Regions from separate parts of the Mus musculus genome. Here region 2 is linked to region 1. The links are chromatin contacts, called in public HiChIP or PLAC-seq maps. All regions are on one chromosome and are shown on one strand. Each heading gives the region's core, a stretch centred on a gene start, on an enhancer-like site or on the middle of the called end of the contact. The rest is flanking DNA. Distances are from core to core; before and after follow the strand shown.

The links. HiChIP or PLAC-seq counts read pairs in DNA pulled down with a chosen protein or histone mark.
Region 2: an H3K27ac HiChIP or PLAC-seq map of embryonic stem cells shows a contact between it and region 1, with 5 read pairs. The contact joins the promoter of Prim1 here to the promoter of Cnpy2 in region 1. A contact is called at or near these places in 2 of 39 promoter capture datasets (the C10 cell line and liver), 1 of 115 datasets of contacts at active chromatin or transcription factors (embryonic stem cells) and 3 of 9 other capture datasets (adipose tissue, liver and pancreatic islet).

The regions. Positions count from the first base shown.
Region 1 is chr10:128,318,405-128,325,978 of GRCm38.p6, reverse strand. Cnpy2 (canopy FGF signaling regulator 2) reads right to left here and starts at 3,520. Exons shown (of 6, transcript NM_019953.1): 1 at 3,204-3,520; 2 at 2,537-2,649; 3 at 2,280-2,395. The coding sequence starts at 2,624. Pan2 (PAN2 poly(A) specific ribonuclease subunit) reads right to left here. Exons shown (of 26, transcript NM_133992.3): 24 at 6,941-7,034; 25 at 5,534-5,731; 26 at 4,621-5,245. The coding sequence ends at 5,214.
Region 2 is chr10:128,009,831-128,017,101 of GRCm38.p6, reverse strand. Prim1 (DNA primase, p49 subunit) reads right to left here and starts at 1,887. Exons shown (of 13, transcript NM_008921.2): 1 at 1,751-1,887; 2 at 981-1,138. The coding sequence starts at 1,853. It also overlaps the pseudogene Gm10120.

The sequences.
Region 1 (7,574 bases), core at 2,271-4,770:
CAAACAACTCATTCTAAAAACAAAGAAACCTTCCCTAATGATATCCTGTGGCGACATCTGCCCATTCTTTCTTCCTCTCAAGTTACTTTCAAATGTGCACATTTTGTTTGCCCATCCTTTGGAACAGGGTCTCACCCTGTAGCCTTGGTTGGTGGCCTGCAACTATGTAGACCAGGCTGGCCTTGAACTCATAGAAATCTACCCCCAACTCCCAATCTGTGTCCCCGAGAATCCCTATTAACTTCCAAGAACCAGCAGTGCACAGCGTAACTCACAACCTGCACTCCAGGCAAATGTACAATCCTATTTTGCCTGATTATAAAACACGCACCAATATCCTTAGCTCCGAATTATAGGCAAAAACCACTTTGATCAACTATAATGAACTATGGTTTTTTTCCCCCCGTGAACTTGTTTAGTTTTTTTTTTGTGGACATAGATATTTATTATTTATTAAAATAACATTAAAAGCCAGATATATTGTCACCTTTAATTCCAGTACCCAGGAGGCAGAGGTAGGCAGATGTCTGTAAGTTCAAGGCCAGCCTGTTCTACATAGTGAGCTCCTTGGAACACCCAGGGCTGCAGAGTCTTGGAAATAAAATAAAAAACCAACCAAACAAAAATGTAAAGAGGGGGTATAGGTTTCGATGACAGCACACCAACATGCGTCACAGAAATGTTTCCTTGATGGGACTGGAGAGATGGCTCAGTGTTTAGGGAACACTGGCTGATTTCCCAGGGGTCTGGGTTTACACATGGCAGCTCACAACTGTTTTTTTTTTTTTTTTTGGTTTTTCGAGACAGGGTTTCTCTGTGTAGCTCTGGCTGTCCTGGAACTCACTCTGTAGACCAGGCTGGCCTCGAACTCAGAAATCCGCCTGCCTCTGCCTCCCGAGTGCTGGGATTAAAGGCGTGCGCCACCACGCCTGGCTTTTTTTTTTTTTTTTAAGATTTATTTATTTATTATATGTAAGTACACTGTAGCTGTCTTCAGACACTCCAGAAGAGGGAGTCAGATCTCGTTATGGATGGTTGTGAGCCACCATGTGGTTGCTGGGATTTGAACTCCGGACCTTTGGAAGAGCAGTTGGGTGCTCTTACCCACTGAGCCATCTCACCAGCCCTCACAACTGTTTTTAACTCCACCCTCACACAGACATGGATTCAGGCAAAACACCAATCCACATAAAGTAAAAATAAATCAATCATTAAAATAAATTTCCTTGCATATTTCTTACTAGGTATAGCTTTAACTTATGCTTCTAGCTAATATAAATTTCTTGAATACAAAGACTTTTTTTAAAAAAATGATTTATTTTTATTTTATGCACGAGTGTTTGCTTGCATGTATACATGCCTGGTGATCACAGACACCGGAAGGAAATGTTTGATTCCCCAGAATGAGTTATGAGCCACTACATGGGTGCTAGAATCTGAGCCAAGTCCTCTGCAACAGCAGCATGTTCTCCTAACCACGGAACCATCTCTCTAGCTCCAGGGAAGACTTTGAGGGCAGGCATCACAGGAGTGTACCAGTATGCTGGGTTTATGGGATGTTAAGGGCCAAACACAGGGTTCTGTGCATGCGAGGCTAGCACTCTATCAACTGAGCTACATTCCCAGCTGGACAAGACCTCTTATTCTTTTTTTAAATAAATGTATATATACAATACTGCTATAGTGAAACAAGAGACATGCGGACTGGGGATGAGGAGAAACAGACTAATCAAGACCTAACTTCTACAGCAGAAACAATTAATTGAGGTTTGGGGCAAAGAAATACGTGGTTATAACTTTCCAGGCTCTTCCAGATAGGCAGAACCCAACTGCTCTGCTGTTTGTGTACTAGGATTACAGGCATGCAAATACCATAAGTGGCTTAGAGCCCAGTCCTTCTGATACACAATCAATGTTCTGGCTCCTTGGTTGTTTGTTTGTTTGGTTGGTTTTTTGAGATAGGGTTTCTCTCTATAACAGCCTTGGCTGTCCTGGAACTCTCTTTGTAGACCAGGCTGGCCTCAAATTCAAGATCAGCCTGCCTCTGCTGGGATTAATGATATGTACCATCACACCAGGCTGTTTCTTTTCTTTTCGAAGACAGTACCTAATTCTATGGGGTAGACCAGAACTAGAACTCAGAAAGATCCTTCTGGTCCCGCCTCTGAGGGTTGAGATCATTATCATTACAGGTCGAATGACTTCCTGCTTTCTTCTCTTCGAACAAGTTCATACTCTAAGCCCGAGTGAGCTACTTTATTTGAGGGATAGTAAATTACCTCCACAACTGACTGGCTGCCATCTGGATTGATTCGGAAGGATCCCATCTGAATGGTCTTCTTGGGGTCCACGCGGGCAATTTCCCACTCTAATTCATCCACCAGAGCCCTGCAAGCTGGTGTCAGGGAAGAGAACAGGGAGTGGGGATGGTGAGGGGAATGAGGGTTTTTCTATCCATCCTTGTTCCAAGCTTTGGATCTCATGACTCCCACGGGTCATCTTCCTCCCACTTCTCCACTGGTCTTCGTGCTTTTACCTCCACAGTGTAGATCTTGGCTCCTTCGAGCCCAGGCAGTTCCCAGCAGGACCCCCAAAAGTAGGGCTAGCCAACCCCAGCCTTTCATCTTTAGTGTAACAGGGTCGCTCCACCTGGATTTGTATGAAAATGAAACACAGGTGTGAGGAGAGCGATCCATTTCCCCCATGACCGTCACCCCTCATTCCAAGGCCTTCAGAGGCCTTGGTGTGATTCGGATTGTTTTCCAGGAAAAAACCTCGTTACAAACACCCGAGGGACCGGAGTTCGGGATGGGGGAATAGGGAGTGAGAGCTCGGGACTGGGACTCAGATCCAGAAACTATGTCCTCCACAGGTGAGGGCCTGGGTTTTGATACTTTGAGGACACTGAGGACTCACAGAGCTATGCAGTAGCTTTGAGATGGAGGTTATCGATTACGTGAGAATGACGGGCAGAAAGGAGCTGCCAGCAAGGAACCAGTCAGGCCATGAAGCCAGCGAGCACACTCCATAACCAGGGCCTATGTGGACCTAGCACCAAGGGTTCCGGAATCCCCATCTCTAGAATGTAAGTAGCTCCCGTGCAGACAGACCAGCCCCTTTTGTAAGGACTCCGCCATCGCTTTGCTCGGGTCCATTCCCAACCTCAGTGCGCCCACAGCCTCTGACGCTCGCATCTGTCCCACCTCTGCTCCCACGGCCGCCGCCGTGGCCCAGGCTCTGGAAAGCAGCCGGACTCTCACTTTGTTTTCTGTGGGTCCCAACCCTAGCAGCTGGCTGGGAAAAACGGGGCTGTCCCGGCTTCTCCAGAGCGCTCCGGCTCCCGCCAGGTTCAGGGTGGCCAGTGACCGCCTGGCCCAGCTTCCCGCACTTAACTAGGCACCTAAGCGGAGATCTGAGGGTCCCGTGCGAGCCCCCCACCGAAACTGACCCTAAGCCCGCCCCTCCAAACTCTCGCGCGAGCAGGCAGCTTTAGGAGCGCCTCCGAGGCAGCGAGGACCCCTTGGAAGACTTGAGGACCCAGACTTGCGTGGCGAATTGGTTCACGTGACCAACCAAAGAACAAAGGTAGCCTAGCTTACAGTGAGGACCGAGCGCATGGGGTGCCTGGGGAAATTGCATCAGTCCAGGTGGGCTAGGACTTGCAAACAGATGCAATTAGTAGTGGGAGAGAAGCCTAGGTTTCAATGCACAAAGATTTCATGATACAGCAAACTACATTTCCCAGGAAGCACTGCAGTACCACTCTGCCAGTAGCTACAGGTCTTTTTCTTTCTTAAAAAAAAAACAAACAAACAAACAAAAAAACTAGTTTTTAAAACAACTTCCTTCTTGTACCAAATTAATAAATGATCGTCATTAGGTATGTATTGGGTAATATCATTTTTGGTATTATCTGCCTTTTCAGGCAGGTTCTTGGAGATTTCTCTTAATTTATCCTCTGAGGATGGGGGTGTGGGTTATATTACGGTCAATATTCTTCTTAGCTCTCACGCTGTGAATAGAGCAATTCCTCTCTGAATTTTCGGCACACCGCAGGTACTGTCATGAGTGAAGCAGTGTCTTGCTATGTAGCCCAGGATGCCTTGAACTCAACTCCCCATCGCAGGCTGGTTGGGGACTGTGGTTCTCAACTGCTCCGCTGTTAGGATAACAGGTTGACACCACGCCTTAAGGTCTTGAGATAAACTGGGATTTGTGATCGCTTTATGTATTTAGGGTGCTAGGCAACTACAGCAAAGACCGAACACCGTCCAGGGGAAGAACAATTATGTTCCTCCTGGTGCCCGGCATGGTGGCGCATGCCTTTAATCCCAGCACTTGAGAGGCAGAGGCAGGCGGATTTCTGAGTTCTCGAGGCCAGCCTAGTCTACAAAGTGAGTTCCAGGACAGCCAGGGCTACAGAGAAACCCTGTCTCAAAAAACAAACCAAAAACCAACCAAACAAACAAAAAAACAAAAAAACTATGTTCCTCCTGGATCCATTCATTCTGGGACTCAGAATCTTCATTTCTAGGTGTGGATCTGAAAACACAGTTTTCATTTTCTCATTGTTTGGTGAAGTCAAATCAAAGAAAGAAAGAAGCCAAAGAATCCCACACTAGCGGTTTTCTAATGAGATAAAAATACTTTTATTTTATAAAACATGCTGTTTTAAGCAAAATTTTTAAAAAATAAAACAAAACTCGAGATAGAATGTATGGAAGACAGATACTTCTCAGCTGTGGTCAGGAATGAAGCCAGTAGCTCAGCTTCCTGCACACCGGTTTGATTGGCCCATTGAGACTCTACAAGCTGGTCCACCCAGCCACCGTCTCTCAAGCAGCTAGATGCTGGAGCTGCCTGGGTCTCTGTACCCTGTGACTGTCCAGGACTTCAGTTCTCTAGCAGACTGGGAACTGAGAGTTCTGGTTCTAGAGCTCTTTTGTACAGATATCAGTTGCCCAGGATATTTATTACGAACACCAATCACTCCACCTGGGTCACTTTAGGCTTTGTTTCTGGCCCACTGTTTTGCAGAGGATAAAGGGGGAATCTGGCAGCTAGAACCTTTGCAACAATTTTGCTGCTTTCCAGTTCTATTAATAGCACCATCTGTAGACCCTGAGCAGATCCAGTTCTGGAAGTGGACAGGGTAAAGCCGACTTGAGAAGCCACCTCTCAGTTCTGGGGACAGCACTGAAAGGGAAGGCAGCTCACAGTGCCAGCACTGAGAAGACAGCTGCATCTGTTAGGAGACAGAATCACGGAGACCAGGGTGAGCAGAGGAGGCACCAGGACACTCACTATACAGAAAGAGCATGAGGGAAGTAGGGCAAGGCATGGACATTTCCCTGAGCAAGCGGCTACACCAGTGTCTCTCTCACTGACTATTGGAAACACTGAGTGATGTGTGAACTGTCAGACACTTCAGGAGCAGGTAGGGGTATTATAATCTGAGGTGGTGGTATACAAGCTCGACATATGCCAGCAACACCTACCCAGCCCAGTTTCCCTCGCCTCAGCCCAGCCTTACTCTTGGGACTTGTCTGGCTTTCAGGCTCAGGCACCTTCCAGTCCATCTTTCGGCCCTTCTCATAGAGACCCTTGAGCACCTTGTGGAAGGACTCGGGCTCGGTGCCGTTCTTGCTCAGCTCCAGATACTTCCGGTAGAGTTGAAGGGCTGTGCGGGCATCCTCAATGCTGTCATGGGTCTCACCTTGAATCTTCAGGTCTGGGGTACACCGATACTTAAGGAACTCACAAAGGCGGCAGGCACCCCATCTCTATCCTGGCACCCACAACACTCCCACGCAGTCTCCTAGAAACATCTTTTCTTATTTTATGTTTACTGACTGTTTTGCCTGCGTGGTCTATGTATGGGTGTGCATGGTGACCATGAAGGTCAAAAGATGGTGTCAGATTGCCTGAACTGAGGTTACACACGGTTGTGAGCGGTTGTGAGCTATCATGTTAAGCACTGGGGCTTGATCCTGGGCCCTCTGCAAGAGCAGTGGTAGGTGCTCTAAGCCAACTCGTCAGACCCAGAAAACGTCTTCTTAAATTAGTGATAGATCTAACTAAAACCATTAGCTGAAAAAAATGGTAATTCTAACTTGAGAAATAACTATTCTTTATTCTAAAATGATTCCTGTTTTGTTGTTCTTGTAGATTTTTTGTTTGTTTGAAGACAGGGTTTCTTTGTGTAGCCCTGGCTGTCCTGGAACTGAGACTGTAGACCAGACTGGCCTCGAATTCAGACATCCACCTGCCTCTGCCTCCTGAGAGATTGTTGTAGCTTTTTGCTATCGTTGTTAAGACAGTATCTCCTCTACTGCCCAGACTGGCTTCAAACTTACAGACCTGAAAGTGTCGCCTCCTGGTGCTTTCTACTCTCCTTTTTAAAAGCAAAAATGGCCTTTTGTAGCCCAGGCTGGCCTTGAACTCATTATGTACTGAGACTAACCTTAAAGTTCTGTTTCTTCTGTGTCTCCTGAGTTGTGACTCTAGGCAGGCCTGCCGCCTGTGTCCACTTCCATGTGGTGCTGAGCTCTCAACAAGGACTCTACCAGCTGAGCTGTATCCCCTGCCCCTGATGTTTTCTTTTAAGATTTATTTGTTTGTTTTATGTGAGTAAAACACTGTCTCTCTCTTCAGACGCACCAGAAGAGGGCATGGGATCCCATTACAGATGGTTGTGAGCCACCATGTGGTTGCTGGGAATTGAACTCAGGACCTCTGGAAGAGCAGCCAGTGCTCAACATAACTAGTTACAGGGCAGCCAGAGCTACTTAGTGAGACACTGTGTCAAAACAAAAACAAAAACAAAACCCCAAACAAGAAACAAGCAAGCACCTCTGAGCCATCTACCCTGTCTCCACCCTGAATGTTTTCTGCTTGTAATCAGTTCTTACTGTAGGGCGCACAAGGTAGAGCAACTCACCTAGAAAATACCAGGCCAGGAATCGTAGGGAAATCATTCGTTTTCGGGGCATGTGGAACAGGTAGACTGTGTCAAGAACTTGGTCCTTGGGCACCTAGCAGGGACCAGAAGAAAAGAAGCCTTGAGACAGATGATCCAGAACCTCCCATTCTCTGAATTCAGATATATGCCCTGAGTAGTCAGCCAGAAGAGTAACTCCGAGGTCAGCAAGGTGGCTCAGCAGGTAAAGGCATTTGCCACCAAGCCTGACAACCTTACTTCAGTTCCCAGGACCCACGAGATGGAAGGAGAGAGTTGACGTGCACAAGCTGATCTTTGACCTCTACACGTGTAACTCAGTACTTGCAGGAGGAGGTGTGTATGAGCGCACACACACCAAATAAACTTAATTTTGTTTTTTAAAGTATGGTGAGTGAATGAAGATGGTCGGAGCAAGTTGGGTTGGAAGAAGGCTGTATATTAGAGGGAGGGGGGTGCTAGGGATGGTAATATACACCTTCAGTTCTAACACTCAGGAGGAGGCAGGCGAACCTCTGTGAGTTCAAAGCCGGTCTGCTTAACTTAACTAGTTACAGGGCAGCCAGAGCTGCTTAGTGAGACATTGTGTCAAAACAACAACAACAACAAAACCCAA
Region 2 (7,271 bases), core at 638-3,137, 310 kb after region 1:
GGATAGATCAGTGACTAAACAAAAGTTCCTATGTTAGTGGAGATTTTATCCTGACAAAGACCTAGGCGAACTTAGCTCAAAGAGTCTCTGAGAATATGGCTCAGCCAAGTCACTTCTCAGTGAAACATCACACCCGTTGGTGAGTGCTTTGGTACACACCTACAGTTCCAGCAACTCGGGAGGCAGAGCAGGAAGATTAAAATGGGATTGTGTGCAAGTGTGAGCGGGTTAAGATTGCAAAGAGAGTTTAATGATAAATCATTGAAAGCCTCAGAAATATCATATTAAAAAAAAAAAAAGCACAGGTTATTCAGGAAAATCATAGCTCCCCTCACAACTGAAGACCAGGGGTATTGTAAGGGTCCATCAATACCTATCAGAACAGGCAATAAAAGGCACGTACTGGGGCTGGAGAGATGGCTCAATGGTTAAGAGCACTGACTGCTCTTCCAGAGGTCCTGAGTTCAATTCCCAACAACCACATGGTGGCTCACAACCACCTGTAATGAGATCTGATGCCCTCTTCTGGTGTGTCTGAAGACAGCAACAGTGTACTTACATATAACAATAAATAAATCTTAAAAAAAAAAAAAGACATGGTCTCATGTATTTCAAACTGGCCTCTCCCTCCTTTATGCTGGGATTAGAGACAATGCCCATTACACCTGGTTTATGTGTTCTTAGGAATGGAATCCAACCGTTCATGCATGCCAGGCAAGCACTCTTATCAATTGAGCTACACTCCAGCCCAATGCTCACCTTTTCTTCTAAACCTAGGAAGAAGGCAAGGTATTTTCAGCCAAGTGATTTTCAGTCTATAGAGTGTTAAAATTAATTTGAAAAAAAGGTGCGTTTCATCAACAATAATACACTCTAAAACATTACCTTCAAAACTTGGGGGCAAGAACTCACTCTGGCTTATAAAATAAACACACAAAAAAGATACAAACAAAATACAAAAGAAAAAAAAGATTCCTTACTCTGTGAGAATATACTGCGCCTATATCAATCTTATATGGATTCATTTTCTGCATCTCCTTCTCCAGTTCACTCTGGTTGTTGAAGGACTGGTAGCGAATGTAAATATCATCTTTCAGTGTGAATGAAAATTCACGGTGTTGAAAGTAATTCTTTGTCACTGCAAAATAATTTTAACTCCAGTTTAGGGCATAATGTAACCTTAACTAAAACCTTAACTAATGGGAAGACATATGTTCGTTTTTTTTTTGTTTTTTTTTTTTTTTTGGTTTTTCGAGACAGGGTTTCTCTGTGTTGCCCTGGCTGTCCTGGAACTCACTCTGTAGACCAGGCTGACCTCGAATTCAGAAATCCGCCTGCCTCTGCGTGTGCCACCACGCCCAGCCTGACATAAGTTTTTAAACGACAGGGTTTTATTGTGTAGAATAGGTTGCTCTAGAGCTTACTATGTAGCCCTGGCTCGCCTTGAACTCATGAAAATCCACATGCCCCAATCTCCAGAATGTAAGGATTATAGGTATGAGCTACTAGGCTCTCTGGAATATTTTTAACGAGTGCTCTGTGCCCAGCTCTGTTCTAGATAGCCTGTAATCTGAAGGGGCATACAATTTCACATTTGCTAGGGAGCAATAAACAGGAGCTGTAAATATTCCAAGGACGCTGCCTGTCATTGGTGAAGAAGGTGCCTCTCTTCTTCCTAGGACATCCCGCCCAAAGTATTCTCACACACGGCTCCCAGCCCCGCTACCCATCCCGTCCCAGCCTCCATCACCTCCGCCATAGTTGAGCCAGCGATAGTACTGGGCGTAGGGAAAGAGCCTTCGGTAATAAAGCTTGAGTAGCTCCGGCAGCTCCGCAGGATCAAATGGCTCCATGAAGTAAAGAACTAGACCCGGACAGGACTGACACGAGAATTGGCGGGAACAAGACAGGCCTCCATCCCTGCGCGCGCATGGACCTGCGCCGCCGGAGGGACTGCTGGGAATTGTAGTTCTTGCAGATCTCGCAGGTGTAGACGACTCCTACTGCTCCTTTTAGAGTCCATCTGCATCTTCCGGGCTCTGAAAACCTATCCATTTAACAACAGGATTGTCCCCGAAAAGGAGAGACCTTTAGCATATTGATTTTGATTAGTAATAACAAGATTCTTTTTTTCCCCCCGAGACAGGGTTTCTCTGTATAGTCCTGGAATTCACTTTGTAGACCAGGCTGGCTTTGAACTCAGAAATCTGCCTGCCTCTGCCTCCCAAGTGCAATTAAAGGCGTGTGCCACCACCGCCCGGCCAATAGTAAGATTTTAACAAGTCCTTTGCAAAAGATGAATATTTTAGAGATATTACCAATATCTCATAAAGAGATTTTGAAAAATTGTCATAGAGTTACTATATTCAGTATTCGAAATGAAGACCGCATGAGAAAAATCAACGGCTGTTTGGTCTGAGTTTTCCATGGCAAGTGAGCCAACCACCATTTTACACCTTTGGTACATAAGTACAGATGCAAAGGCTCACAGGAATGTGGGAATTTCAGAGAAAATAAATAATAAAAAGGGACGGGGTTGGGGGTGCTCAGGGAAAAGAGCCGTCGCCTAGTGGTTCTGATTGGAGTCTGTTCGTAATCTAACTGGAAGTGGGGAGACATGTTTTACTTTCTCTTGTTGGAACAAAATTGGAAGAAAATTAGTGAAGTTGTTGACTAGTAGTGAATTGATGTTTTGGACCAGTTGTTTCCGGGGTTGTTATCTGAACCAGACCATCACTGGGGAGAACAGTTTGATTTTCTGCAAAACTGTCAGACAGAGGTTTATTTCTTGCACCATTTGGTAAAATTACACTTAAGAACTTAGTTTTTAGCTGGGCAGTGGCTATGCAGGACTTTAAATTCCAGCGCTCCAGAGGCAGAGGCAGGTGTATCTATGCTTTTGAGGCCTGTTCTATAGAGTGAGTTCTGTGACCCCGCCTCAAGAAACAAAACAAAACAATAAAAAACAAGACATAACTTATTTTCTTTTGAACAATGGTTGCAAGAATAGGTCAGAGTTCTTTTGTCGTGTTTGTTTAATTTTGCATTGACATTTTTGCATTTTACTCTTTTAAATATGCATTTTTAAAAGGCAGAGTCTTCCCCAGACACTATTGGTGATGCCAAGAAGTGCTTGCTGACAGGAGCCTGATACAGCTGTCTCCTGAGAGGTTCTGCCAGAGCCTAACAAATACAGAGGCAGATACTTGAAGCCAACCATCGGACTAAAGCATGAGGACCCCAATGGGGGAGTTAGGGGAAGGACTGAGGGAGCTAAAGGGGTTTGCAAGTTCATAGGAAGAACAATAGCAACCAACCAGACCTCCCAGAGCTCCCGGGACTAAACCACCAACCAAAGAATACACATGGAGGGACTTGAGTCTCCAGCTGCATATGTAGCAGAGGATAGCCTTGTCAGGCATCAATGAAAGGAGAGGCCCTTGGTCCTGTGAAGGCTTGATGCCCCAAAGGCAGGGAGGTGGGAGTAGGTGGAGCACCCTCATAGAAGCAGGGAGGAGGAGGGATGGGATAGGGGGTTTGCAGAAAGGCAATAACATTAAAATGTAAATAAGTAAAATATCCAAAAAAAAAAAAAAAAAAAAAAAAGGCAGAGTCTCACTTTGATGCCTAGGTTGGCCTCAAATTGGAGAGTCTCCTCCCTTTGTGTTTCAAGTGCTGAGATCATTAGTGTATGCCACCAGGCTGGTTATTATTTTAAATAACATACAGCATTATACATATTTCTGGGCTATAATGTGTTTTCTATATTTTCAGGATTTATTTATTTTATAAGTATGGGTATTTTCCTGCATGTATGTTTGTTCATTATGTGCATGCAGTACCCACAGAAGTTAAGAGGCTATCAGACTCCCTGGAACTGGAGTTACAGATGGTTGTGAGTGCCACCATGTGGGTATTGGGAATCGAATCTGAGTCTTAGAAGAACAGCCAGTGCTTTTAGCTGTTGAGCTATTTCTCCAACCCCAATTTTATTTATTTATTTGTTTGTTTTTTGTTTTTTTTCGAGACAGGGTTTCTCTGTGTAGCCCTAGCTGTCCTGGCACTCACTTTGTACACCAGGCTGGCCTCGAACTCAGAAATCTGCCTGCCTCTGACTCCTAAGTGCTGGGATTGAAGGTGTGCACCACCACCTCCCAGTCTCTATTTTATTTTATTTTATTTATTTATTTATTTATTTTTGGTTTTTCGAGACAGGGTTTCTCTGTGTAGCTTTGGCTGTCCTGGAACTCATTTTGTAGACCAGGCTGGCCTCGAACTCAGAAATCTGCCTGCCTCTGCCTCCCAAGTGCTGGGATTAAAGGTGTGCGCCACCACCGCCCAGTCCCAATTTTATTTTTTTACTAGCATACCTTTTGCTTATTCTTTGTCATCTGCATACATGCAAACAATATATCTTTTAAAAACTGTTTACTTATATGTCTATGGGTGTTTTGCCTGTATGTGTGTCTGTGTACCACTTACAGGCCTGGTACCAAAGGAGACCAGAAGAGGGCATTAGATTCCCTGGGATTGGAGTTATAAATAGTGTAGTCATGATGTGGGTGCTGGGAATTGAACCAGGGTCCTCTGGAGGACTAATAAGTGCTCTTCACTGAGCTACCTCTCCAGCCTCTAAACCAGATATCTTGAATATAGGCACCCTGACTCTTCTCTCCCATTTTCCCCAGGTGCCCCTAACATATCACCTTCCCCTTCATGTTTCTCCTTTCTGTTATTTATTGTGATCCACTGGGTCTAATTAGTGCTGTCTGTTACAATGTTAACTGATCTTGTTGACTGTATGCAGGTCTCCTGCAGATAACCATATCATCAGCAGTAGGGTCTCACCACCTGGTCCTGCTGAGCAATGACAATAGTTCTTTTTTTTTTTTTTACCAAAAAGCACAGGGTTTTATTTCTCGCCCACTGGGCAGGGTTCTGCAGGCCTTCGCAGGGCAGGGAGCAGGCTCTACTTGCCAGCGATGAGTGGGTTCCGCAGCACCACGATGACCAAGTCCCCGCGCAGGAACATCTTGGAGATGTAGCGGTCCTTGTTGACAGGCTTGGATTTCTTCTTGCCCTTGCCGCTCTTGGGAACCTCAGTCCACATCTCCTTCACATTTTCCAGCACCATGTTGCAGTGCCTGTCAAAGGCCTTCACCCGGCCCAGCAGCTTCTTGTTGTTGCGACAGTTAATGAGCACTTGTGTGTTGTTCTTGACCGACTGCGTGAGCACTGAGAGGGGACCTGTGTTGAATTCCTCCTCCGCCCGCTTCTGCAGCTCCTCTGGGGTCATCTCACTCTTGGATTTATTGAGGAGACTCATGGTGTAGGTTTCGCTCGCAGATCACTCCCGCCTCGACAATAGTTCTTTTGGGGACTCTGAAGTCTATCTGACCACCAATAATTCAGAAGAAGGTATACAACACCTGCAACTGAGATATTCATTTAATAATACATGTCTTACGGGGGAAGTAAGTATTGTCCATGCAGTTATCATGTTCAAACTCTTAAAAATCTATCTATCTATCTTTTTTTTTTTTTTTTTTTTTGGTTTTTCGAGACAGAGACAGGGTTTCTCTGTATAGCCCTGGCTGTCCTGGAACTCACTTTGTAGACCAGGCTGGCCTAGGAACTCAGAAATCCGCTGGGATTAAAGGCGTACGCCACCACATCCGGCCCTATCTATCTATCTTAAAGTCAGCTTTCAAAGTAGTAGGTTTCCATAAGCCCTCACCTGCTCCTCTCCTGTTTTACCCTACCCTTAGCCTCATTTAAACCTTTAATCCCTCTCCCCACCCTGTGGATCCTTTCTTTCTTAGATACAAAGTTAAACACACAGATCTAAAGTTTCAAAGCCAGAACCTGTATATGAAAGACACTATGTAGCATTTGTGTTTCTGAGCCTGGGTTAGCTTTGCTTAAGGTGATACATTTCCATTCTACCCCAGCAGTGAGGTTTTAAAAACAGTTTATGCTTTTTTGTTGTTTTTGTTTGTTTGTTTGTTTGTTTTTGTTTTTCGAGACAGGGTTTCTCTGTATAACCCTGGCTGTCCTGGAACTCACTCTGTAGACCAGGCTGGCCTCTAACTCAGAAATCCTCCTGCCTCTGCTTCCAGAGTGCTGGGATCTAAAGACGTGTGCCACCATGCCCGGCTCCAGTTTATGCATTTTTGTGTGTGCTCAGGCACATGAATGTGTGGATGCTAGATGACAGTTTTGCAGAGTTGGCCTTCTCTTTCCATTTTCGTGTAGTTTCCAGGGATGGAACGCAGATCTCTGGATTTATGTGGCAGATGCTTTTACACACCAAGTAATATTTTGACGCTGTGTAATAGTTTGATACTATAGAACACCAGAACTTAAGGAGTATTAAATGTATTTATATTTTATTTATTTATCTTTATGACTATGGGTGTTTTGTTTGCAAGTGTATCTGTGCATCACAAGCGTACTTAGGGCCTCGGAGGCCTGAAGAGGGCGCTGAATCCCCAGGAATTACAACTATAGATGTGGTGCTAGGAACTGAACATGAGTTCTCTGCAAGAGCAGCAAGTGCTCTTAATGGCTTTATGGCTGAACACCTCTCCAGCCTTCCTTTCTCTCCTTCCTTCCTTCCTTCCTTCCTTCCTTCCTTCCTTCCTTCCTTCCTTCCTTCCTCCCTTCCTCCCTTCCTTCCTGGTTCTTGGTGGCAGCATAGGCCAGGACCCCACCATGGTCCCAGGTGGGATAACTTGCTGCACACATCAGGGTGCTCCTCACTACTCTCGAGTCTCCAGTTCTGCCCATCTTCACAGTGCCCACATCCTTCTGTTTCTCTTCCATTTCTCCATCACTTACTTGTTCCGTTTGTTTGTTTTTTGTTTTTTTCAAGACAGGGTTTCTCTGTGTAGTCCTGGCTGTCCTGGAACTCACTTTGTAGACCAGTTTGGCCTCGAACTCAGAAATCCACCTGCCTCTGCCTCCTGAGTGCTGGGGTTAAAGGTGTGCGCCACCACGCCTGGCTTTACTTGCTCCTCTTAGCGGTTCATGGGGTCTCTGAGTGTCTGGGGTCATCTCAGGAGTGGTCTCAGGAGTGCTATGCCCCACCTATGCAGTGTGGCACTGGTCAAGGGTCATCTTGGGCATGGTTGGGCCTGCAGAGGGCCAGACTTGGTCATCTCTGGCTTGATCCTCTCCCTAGTGTCACAGCCCCAGGCTGAGGTAGTCTTGTCTCAGGCCATCTCTGCCCTGGAAGCCCGTGGTCATTCTGGGCATGGTCTGTCCACGAG